Regions from separate parts of the Mus musculus genome. Here region 1 is linked to region 2. Evidence: chromatin contacts called from public Hi-C data. All regions are on one chromosome and are shown on one strand. Each heading gives the region's core, a stretch centred on a gene start, on an enhancer-like site or on the middle of the called end of the contact. The rest is flanking DNA. Distances are from core to core; before and after follow the strand shown. Region 1 has its middle 6.1 kb from the start of n-TDgtc16. Region 2 overlaps Apaf1 (apoptotic peptidase activating factor 1).

The links. A called contact is a pair of places that touch in the nucleus more often than the background predicts.
Region 1: a contact with region 2 is called in a Hi-C map of rod photoreceptor, with 1.9 times the contacts expected there. The contact joins two enhancer-like sites. A contact is called at or near these places in 1 of 484 Hi-C or Micro-C datasets (rod photoreceptor) and 3 of 9 other capture datasets (adipose tissue, embryonic stem cells and liver).

Annotation. Positions count from the first base shown.
Region 1 is chr10:91,186,261-91,190,248 of GRCm38.p6, reverse strand. No RefSeq gene overlaps it. Among named protein-coding and RNA genes, the nearest start is that of n-TDgtc16, 6.1 kb to the right of the region's middle. Within about 2 kb of position 2,633, at least 206 of the 459 cell types and tissues checked have an H3K27ac peak or open chromatin away from gene starts, as enhancers often do. A contact at or near this core is called in rod photoreceptor, where this site is marked.
Region 2 is chr10:91,020,250-91,024,481 of GRCm38.p6, reverse strand. It overlaps Apaf1 (apoptotic peptidase activating factor 1), which reads left to right. Exons shown (of 27, transcript NM_009684.2): 18 at 634-762; 19 at 3,701-3,826. Among named protein-coding and RNA genes, the nearest start is that of Apaf1, 60 kb to the left of the region's middle. Within about 2 kb of position 2,706, at least 2 of the 459 cell types and tissues checked have an H3K27ac peak or open chromatin away from gene starts, as enhancers often do. A contact at or near this core is called in rod photoreceptor, where this site is marked.

The DNA.
Region 1 (3,988 bases), core at 1,384-3,883, 170 kb before region 2:
GGTGGCACATGCAATCCCAGCACTCGGGAGGCAGAGGCAGGCGGATTTCTGAGTTCGAGGCCAGCCTGGTCTACAAAGTGAGTTCCAGGACAGCCAGGGCTACACAGAGAAACCCTGTCTTGAAAAAAGGTCAAAAGAAGAGCCAGAAGAATAAGAAGCAGCCTCCTGGTTAGTTCTGGTTGGTATCCCACAAACCTGAGTTAACTGCAAGAACAGAATTGCCGTCACCAACTGGCCTGTGGCACCTCTATGGGGCATTTATTTGATGAATGATTGATATGGAAACGGCCCCCATTGTAGGTGGTACCACTCCTGGGTAGGAGGTCTTCGGTTTCATAAGAAAGCAAGCTGAGCAAGCCAGTAAGCAGAACCCCTCCATGGCCCCTGCATCAGCTCCTTCCTTCCGATTCCTGCCATGAACAGACCATAATTTCTAAGCCAAATAAACTCTTAACTTCCCAAGTTGCTTTTGGTCAAGGCGTTTTATCACAGCCACAAAGAAGCAAACTAAGACAAACTATAATCTTCTGAAGACCTTGGTGAACTGCCAAGCCAACCCTGACGTCAGCCGAGAGAGAACCGCAGAGAAAAGTTTTATCTATGTACCTTTTGGGTACTTTTTTAGTTTCATTATGTCTGTGTTGTGTTGCTTATCCAAAGACAACTACGGTGCCACTTAATTACTATAGTCTTACCTACCAAACATTTAAAGCAAAACCTTACCAGCCAGGAGTGATCCCAGCACTCAGTACTCTTTGATCCCAGCACTCAGGAGGCAGATGCAGGCAGATCTCTGTGAATTCGACACTGGCCCGGTCTAGAGAGCAAGTTTCAGGACAGCCAAACTTTAAAAAGCTTTTTAGATGTATTTACTTTTATCTGATAATGTAAGACTCTGGGGAAACTTAGCTTACCCGGCACCCCTCAGTGAACCATGTGGAGCCAGGATCGATTCAAAAAGCAAGAGGAATTTATTGTTCCAGTGCACTGGGGTCATCCCAGACCGGAAGGAGAGGTGCCCCAGCAACAGGTGAGGTTTTCTATGATTTCCAAGGGTAGAATAGAGCATCAGCAACTAGGCACAATATGATTGGTGGGACAGTGCACCCTTTAAACTGATTGGTCTTTAGAGAATGAGGTGAAAAGGACTTCCCTAGTCTGAAAGTGGGCAACAGTCAGTCCTGCCGAATGTGTCCTCACCCGAAGTTCAGTTCCCACCCTGTGGTCTGAGGAATGTTAATTAGCCTCTCGGTTCCAGGGGGGCAAGTGTTTCATGACCTTCCCAAAGTTCCTAAGCTGACCTTTTCAATATGTTGCCTGGTTTGGGCCAGTGTGTATGTCTGTTAGAACTGGAGTACAGACAGTTGTCTGCCACCACGTGGACACAGGGATTGAACCTGGACCTTCTAGAAGAGTAGTCAGTGCTCTTAACCACTAAGCTCTCTATATATATACTCTACCCCTACCCCTACCCTCACCCTCAAGGAAAATTTAAACAAACAAAAGTCAAGAGAAAAAAAAAATCCTGCTTCTATTCCTACTCCAAATGCACAGCTCAGAAATGTTGCTGGCTTTTAAAAACAGGTTGCAGTGAGGATAGTGGTTCGCGACTCTAATCTTTACACTCGGGAGGCACAGGCAGGAGGATCTTGCTAACCTGGTCTACAGAGAGAGTTCTGGGACAGCCAGGGCTACAAGAGAACCAGGTTACACAGAGAAACCCTGTCTGGGAAAAACAAAAAAGCAAATAAATAGAGAAAAAAGAATTGGTAAAAGAGTGATTTACGTTGGATTTTCTAGACTTTCTTGGTTCTAGTACCCATAATCCTTTGCCAAATGCTTTGAGAACTGTGCTGTTTACTGGTAGGTTTTGTTTTGTGTTTAACATTAGTGGAAATCAAACCCAGAGCTGCTTGGCACATCCCAGCTTCTACAGTTCTCCTAAATATCTGCATCACAGGCACTGTTGTTTTTGTTGTTACTGTTGTTGTTGTTGCTGCTGCTGCTGTTCATTTTAATCCGTATCCACACTTCTAAATTCTGTTGGTATGTGATTCATCCAAGATTCCTGACGTTCTCCTCTCCTTGGGCATCTCGGTTGTGTGAAATGGCCGCGATATTTGTGGATTTTATCTGGTTATACTTCGTTGGGACACCAGAGGGCGCAAGGAGACTCGGCTCTTGTTTTTCTTTAAATCTCAAATCCTGCTGGCTGCGGAGAACAAAAGACCGGGAACACTCGGCTTTGAGACAAAGGGACACCGGGAAAAGCCACCCGCCCAGGGTTGGATTCAATTCCTCACTCGCCTTTGCCCCTTCTTTGCCAGGCTGGGGGCTAGAAAAACAGCTTAAGCTGCGCAATAATGAGGAAACAAGAATCAAAGAATCACAGTAGGAAAAAAACAAAACAAAACCAGAGAGCTAAGGAAGGACACCTGAGCTGTTTGTTTTGCCTCATATTAGTAACCTTAAACTCTTCAGCTCAGGATAATAACAGGTATCTAGTAGAAAATTCGGAAATACAGATCGCACTTTTTTTTTTAAATAAGATCTCAAAGAAACCCTGGACAAACGGCTGAGGTGCCTATTAACATATCAAAGCGGATGCTGGCCGCCTGGTTCTTCCCAGTATCTCTCAGCATCTTTGCTACCTGTTGCAGAGGCCTGGCCTTGCTCTTCTCAGCATTTCTCACCCCTATCCCGGACCCTAAAACCCCTCCAGCACCTGAGCTTCGCTTGCTTCCCTTCTGCTAGCTCCTCTTCCCTATATAACTCAAGACATTTTCGTGCCCTCTTGGTATACTTGGCTCTCTTGGCTCCTGGTACTCTCTCCTGCTCTGTCTCTCTCCTCTCTTTCACTCCCTCTCTCGTTCTTCTCCCTTCTCATGCGTCTCATAATGCGGTCCACTCTGCTGACCCAATTCAGTCCAGACACTTTCAGATACCTCCGGCAGTGCTCTCTCTCCTACCTACAATAAACCTACCTCCACAGCCATACTTGGAAGTAGTCATGTCTTCCCCGCCCCCTCCCCCTTCTTTTTTTCTTTTTTTAATTCAACATTATTCGTCTTTTTCTTTTCTTTCCCGCCCCTTCACCCGCTTTGAGACAGCGTTTCTCTGTGTAGCCCTGTCTGACCTAGAATTTTCAATGTACAAGCAGCTAAAGGTGCGCACCACCACCCGCCTTCCAGATCCGCACATTCTAACAGATTACTTTCTTCCCTTTCAACTTCTCTCGGTATTTATAAATGCATAAAGAGTAAAGCTGCGTGGTATTTTCTGACTACTTTATGGGATTTTGCTTGGTTGTTTATCTTTGTCTGATGGACTCTCCTTTTGTAGCCAAGGCGTCCTGAAAACTCAGACGAGTCTCCTGCCTCAGCCTCTGAGATGCTGGGATTAAAGATGTGAGCCACCACACCAGGCTGATCATGGGTAAACTCTTCTGACAACACTTTGCTGATAAAAGAGAACAAAATCTCAAAAATGCTACAGACAGCTTTTTTTTTTTTCCTTAGACCCTTTTGTTATTGCTTGCTTGCTTACTTGGTTGGTTTTGTTTTTTCCTACTTTTGCTTTGCTTTTAAAAGAAACAAAGAGCACCGGGCGTGCGCCTTTAATCCTAGCATTTGGGAGGCAGAAGCAGGCGGATTTCTGAGTTTGAGGCCAGCCTGGTCTACAGAGTGAGTCCCAGGACAGCCAGAGCTACACAGAGAAACCCTGTCTCGAAAAACAAAAAAATAAAAAATAAAATAAACAAAGTGCAAAGTAGAAGTTATTCTATCCCACCTCCACATACCCAAAATGAATTTGTATTTCCCAACAACTTGAAAACTGACACCACCACTACCACCCCAATCTGTCAGGGGAGAGAGCATGAGTCCCCAGAGTGTGGTAGTAGAGGGTAGAGTGATTGATTTGACTGATTGATTGATTGCTTGATTTAGGTCAGGGTGGGCATCAGGTTTGGGTTGGCTTTGCCTTAAGA
Region 2 (4,232 bases), core at 1,457-3,956:
TGGAAGGAGTTACAGAGACAAAGTTTGGAGCTGAGATGAAAGGATGGTCCATGTAGAGACTGCCATATCCAGGGATCCACCCCATAATCAGCATCCAAACGCTGACACCATTGCATACACTAGCAAGATTTCATCGAAAGGACCCAGATGTAGCTGTCTCTTGTGAGACTATGCCGGGGCCTAGCAAACACAGAAGTGGATGCTCACAGTCAGCTAATGGATGGATCATAGGGCTCCCAACGGAGGAGCTAGAGAAAGTAGCCAAGGAGCTAAAGGGATCTGCAACCCTATAGGTGGAACAACATTATGAACTAACCAGTACCCCGGAGCTCTTGACTCTAGCTGCATATATATCAAAAGATGGCCTAGTCGGCCATCACTGGAAAGAGAGGCCCATTGGACTTGCAAACTTTATATGCCCCAGTACAGGGGAACACCAGGGCCAAAAAGGGGGAGTGGGTGGGCAGGGGAGTGGGGGTGGGTGGATATGGGGGACTTTTGGTATAGCATTGGAAATGTAAATGAGCTAAATACCTAATAAAAAATGGAAAAAAAAATAAAATTAGATTTAGATTCAGCATAGGTATAATTTAAGATGTTTTGTTTTTCATAGATATATCTTTATTTTAACAGCTTTTTGATATTCATACTAGTGGCCTATTGGCAGAGATCCACACAGGCCATCACAGCACCATCCAGTACTGTGACTTCTCCCCCTATGACCATTTGGCTGTGATTGCCCTGTCTCAGTACTGTGTGGAGGTGAGTAGTTGAATTTATTCAATGGAATCTGGGTCTCCGGAGGTCCAAGGATGGCAGGGGTGGATGCCTTAACTGCTGAGAAGCTTTCTTGGAAAATTGTGTTTTCTTCATAGCCTAATAACATATCGCTTTGGGGTATCCAATTATATGGCTAGCTTTGTTATTTTAATGTGATTGAAGACATGATCTTACAGTGATGGAATGACAAGACCACTTACCCAGCATTTATTGAATCTAGTGTGTGCTTGGGACTGAGGAAACCATGGGATGATCATTGGTTTCTGAGGCACTTCTTTTTGCTTTAACCCCCTCCGTGTGTGTGTGTGTGTGCGTGCGTGTGTGTGTGTGTGTGTGTGTGTGTTGTATATGCATATGAATGTGCACATCCATGCAAGTACATGCCGATGCCTTATTTCCTCTTCACTTTATTTCTTTAAGAAAGGGTCTCTCACTGGCTGGTGGCTGGCCATGGAGCTTTGGAATTAGCCTGTCACCCTTAAATGCTGGAATAATAGGCACACAAAGCCATGCTCGGCTGTTTATAGGGGTGTTGAGCATTTGAACCCGGGTCCTTATGCTTATGAGAAATGCTCTTATCCATTGAGCCCTTTCTCTTGTCCCCCTCACCCAGTGTTTTCAAATTAGCGTATTAAATAAAAAATATATACTGTATGGAATAATACAATTTGTTAATTTTCATGCAGGCATATGATGTAATTTGATCACTCTTAAACAGTATAGACATGTGCTATCTCGAAAGTGGTCTAGACACAGACTCTCTTCTTGCATGTGTGTGTGTTTGGTATATATGTGTATGTGGTATATAGATCTGACAGAGTGCACATGCAGAGACCTGAGGGATCTTTCTCCACCTCCTGCTTCTTTATTGCCCTGAGACAGTCTCTCACTGAAGAAAAGCTCACTGTTTTGACTATGCTGGCTGGTCAGGGATCTCTGGATCTGCCTGTGTCTCCCCCTCAGTGCTGGGGTTACACACATTTGGCGTTTTACATGGATGCTGAGAATTCAAACTCAGGTTCTCAGGCTTGCAGAGCAAGCATCTTAGCACCAAGCCACCTCCCAGCCCCAGCTGCTAATCTTTATAAGACAGATGCGAGTTCAGACCCATGGATAATTTGAACAGGGTAAGATGGGAGTCATGTGTCTGATTCGGTGCCAAGCACAAATAAAACAATGTTTGCAATTTTGTACTTCCTATCATTTCTAAGATCCTTACCCTCTATCATCCTTAGAAAGCTCCAGGAAACAATGAATGTCTTCCTTCTTGAAATGTAAGGGCTTTGCCGTGAAAGTTCAAAGTGACAACTGAGAGAGAACCAAGTTAAAGGCAGAAAGGAACAGGGATGCTTGAGATTTTTCAGTTGTGGGATTACTTTAATTTCTGTCCTTTACTGCAGTGTTTCCTACTTTGGACTCTAGAGATAAAACAGGCTTTTCTTTTTCTTTTTCCCCCTTCCCTTCTCCCTCTTGCTCTGACCCAAAGGTTTTTTTTTATTTGTTTCTCATTACCAATGGTTGTGAGCCACGATGTGGTTGCTGGGATTTGAACTCATGACCTACGGAAGAGCATCCAGTGCTCTTAACCGCTGAGCCATCTCACCAGCCCCCAAGGCAGGCTTTTCATGTAACTATTTTGTAACTGGCTGCAGCAAGTGAAAACCACTGGTCATGTGATGAAGTGCTTGTTCTGTCCATGCTAATTCTGAAATCATAGAGTAGGTCTGTAATTCAAAGTGTAATGAGAGGAGCTCAGGCACATATGGTACTTCATTAGGCTGGAGTATATTTGAGGGATGTACAGCAGAACCCAGGACCAATGCTGCCGGGACGGTGGCCGGCTCCGACAGGTTGTCGTAAGCGTGGGTGGGAAGAGCACGGTGTACATGCTACAGTTAGTGTGCTCATTTATCGTAGGGCTTTGCAGCAGCTCAGAGGAAGGTTGGGTGACAGTATTAGAGAGATAATCCTTACATGGAAGCTGATTATGCGCATCCTGTTATTTTTAGATTGATTTTAAGAAAAAGATAAAACACATACATGACTCTAGCTTCAGAGCTTTATAATAAGTTGTTCTCAGAGGGATTTCAGTATCATTACCCCTTTATTCCTCTCATTGCTTTGTCTCGGAGCAGCATCTTGTTGCGTATGTAAGCGGATTTCTATCTGCATGTACATGCATATGTCTACAGCCATCTATATGCTCACATATTCATTTTCCTTGTCTCTCTCTTTTTTCTTTTTCCTTTGAGACAGGCTCTTATGTAGCCCAGGCTAGGTTCACATTCACTCTGTATCCAAGGATGACTCAGTGCTTCTGATCCTTCTGCCACCATGCTGGGTTTTACCAATCAAACCATACCCCCAGACTTTGTAATTAAAAAAAAAAAAAAGCTTTTATTTATTGTTTGAGCATTTCAAACATCTAATTCTTAAGTGAAAAATAGTGTATGCTCTTCTTTTTTTTTTTTTTTTCTTTAAATAGATATCATAGAGCTTAGTTATTTTGGGGGATATTTTTCTCATCCCATTTTGCATAATATTCCATTATATGATTAATTATAATATATTCTGTTAGTTTCCCTCTGCTTTCAAGGTATTTTCCTTATGTACACTAGATTCATGACTGTTTTTGAGTGTGTGTGTGTGTGTGTGTGTTGTGGAGGGAACCCAGGGCTTTGTGTTCACTAAATGTGAGATACATCAGCTGACCTGTACTAACATGGCAAGCTTTGTTATTTCTGTTTATTTACTATTAAAAGTATGATTGTAAAATAAATCATTTATGTGCAATCCAGTTTTAAATTTTGATAATTTATCTAGAAATATTGCCACTGGGTCCTTACTGCTCTTTCTAGAATCTCTGGCATGTTAAACTGGCTATGAATGTGATTTCCTGTGTTCTTTGCTTACTCTGTAGTTGTGGAACATAGACTCCCGCCTAAAGGTGGCCGACTGCAGAGGACATTTGAGTTGGGTTCACGGTGTGATGTTTTCTCCCGATGGCTCCTCATTTTTGACAGCTTCTGATGACCAAACAATAAGGGTGAGAAATACTGAGATTTTTTCATTTCAAACATTTTAAACTAAATTTATAGAGAAAGAAATTTTGGGGGAAGTACTAAGGGAAGTAAGAAACAAAGCTCCTAGGTACATATCTATCCTGGAAAAGTGCTATTCTGTGAGCCATGTGTCCTTCCCCTGGACGTTTCATTGACTGTCCCTGAGCCAGGTGCTGAGCAAAGTCCGGTGAGTAAGCTGCTTGCACAGCACCTCTGAGTCCTGGGAAGGCTTCATTTCTTCCTCTTGAATTCTCATATTTAATTACATGATCGTTCTCAGAGCTCCTGTATTTTACCTTTCTATTATTCTCCCTCCTTTTCCATTCCTACTGTTCATTGATTGCCTTTCTGCCATGAAAGGTTTTAGACTGGGACACATCTCCTTTCTTT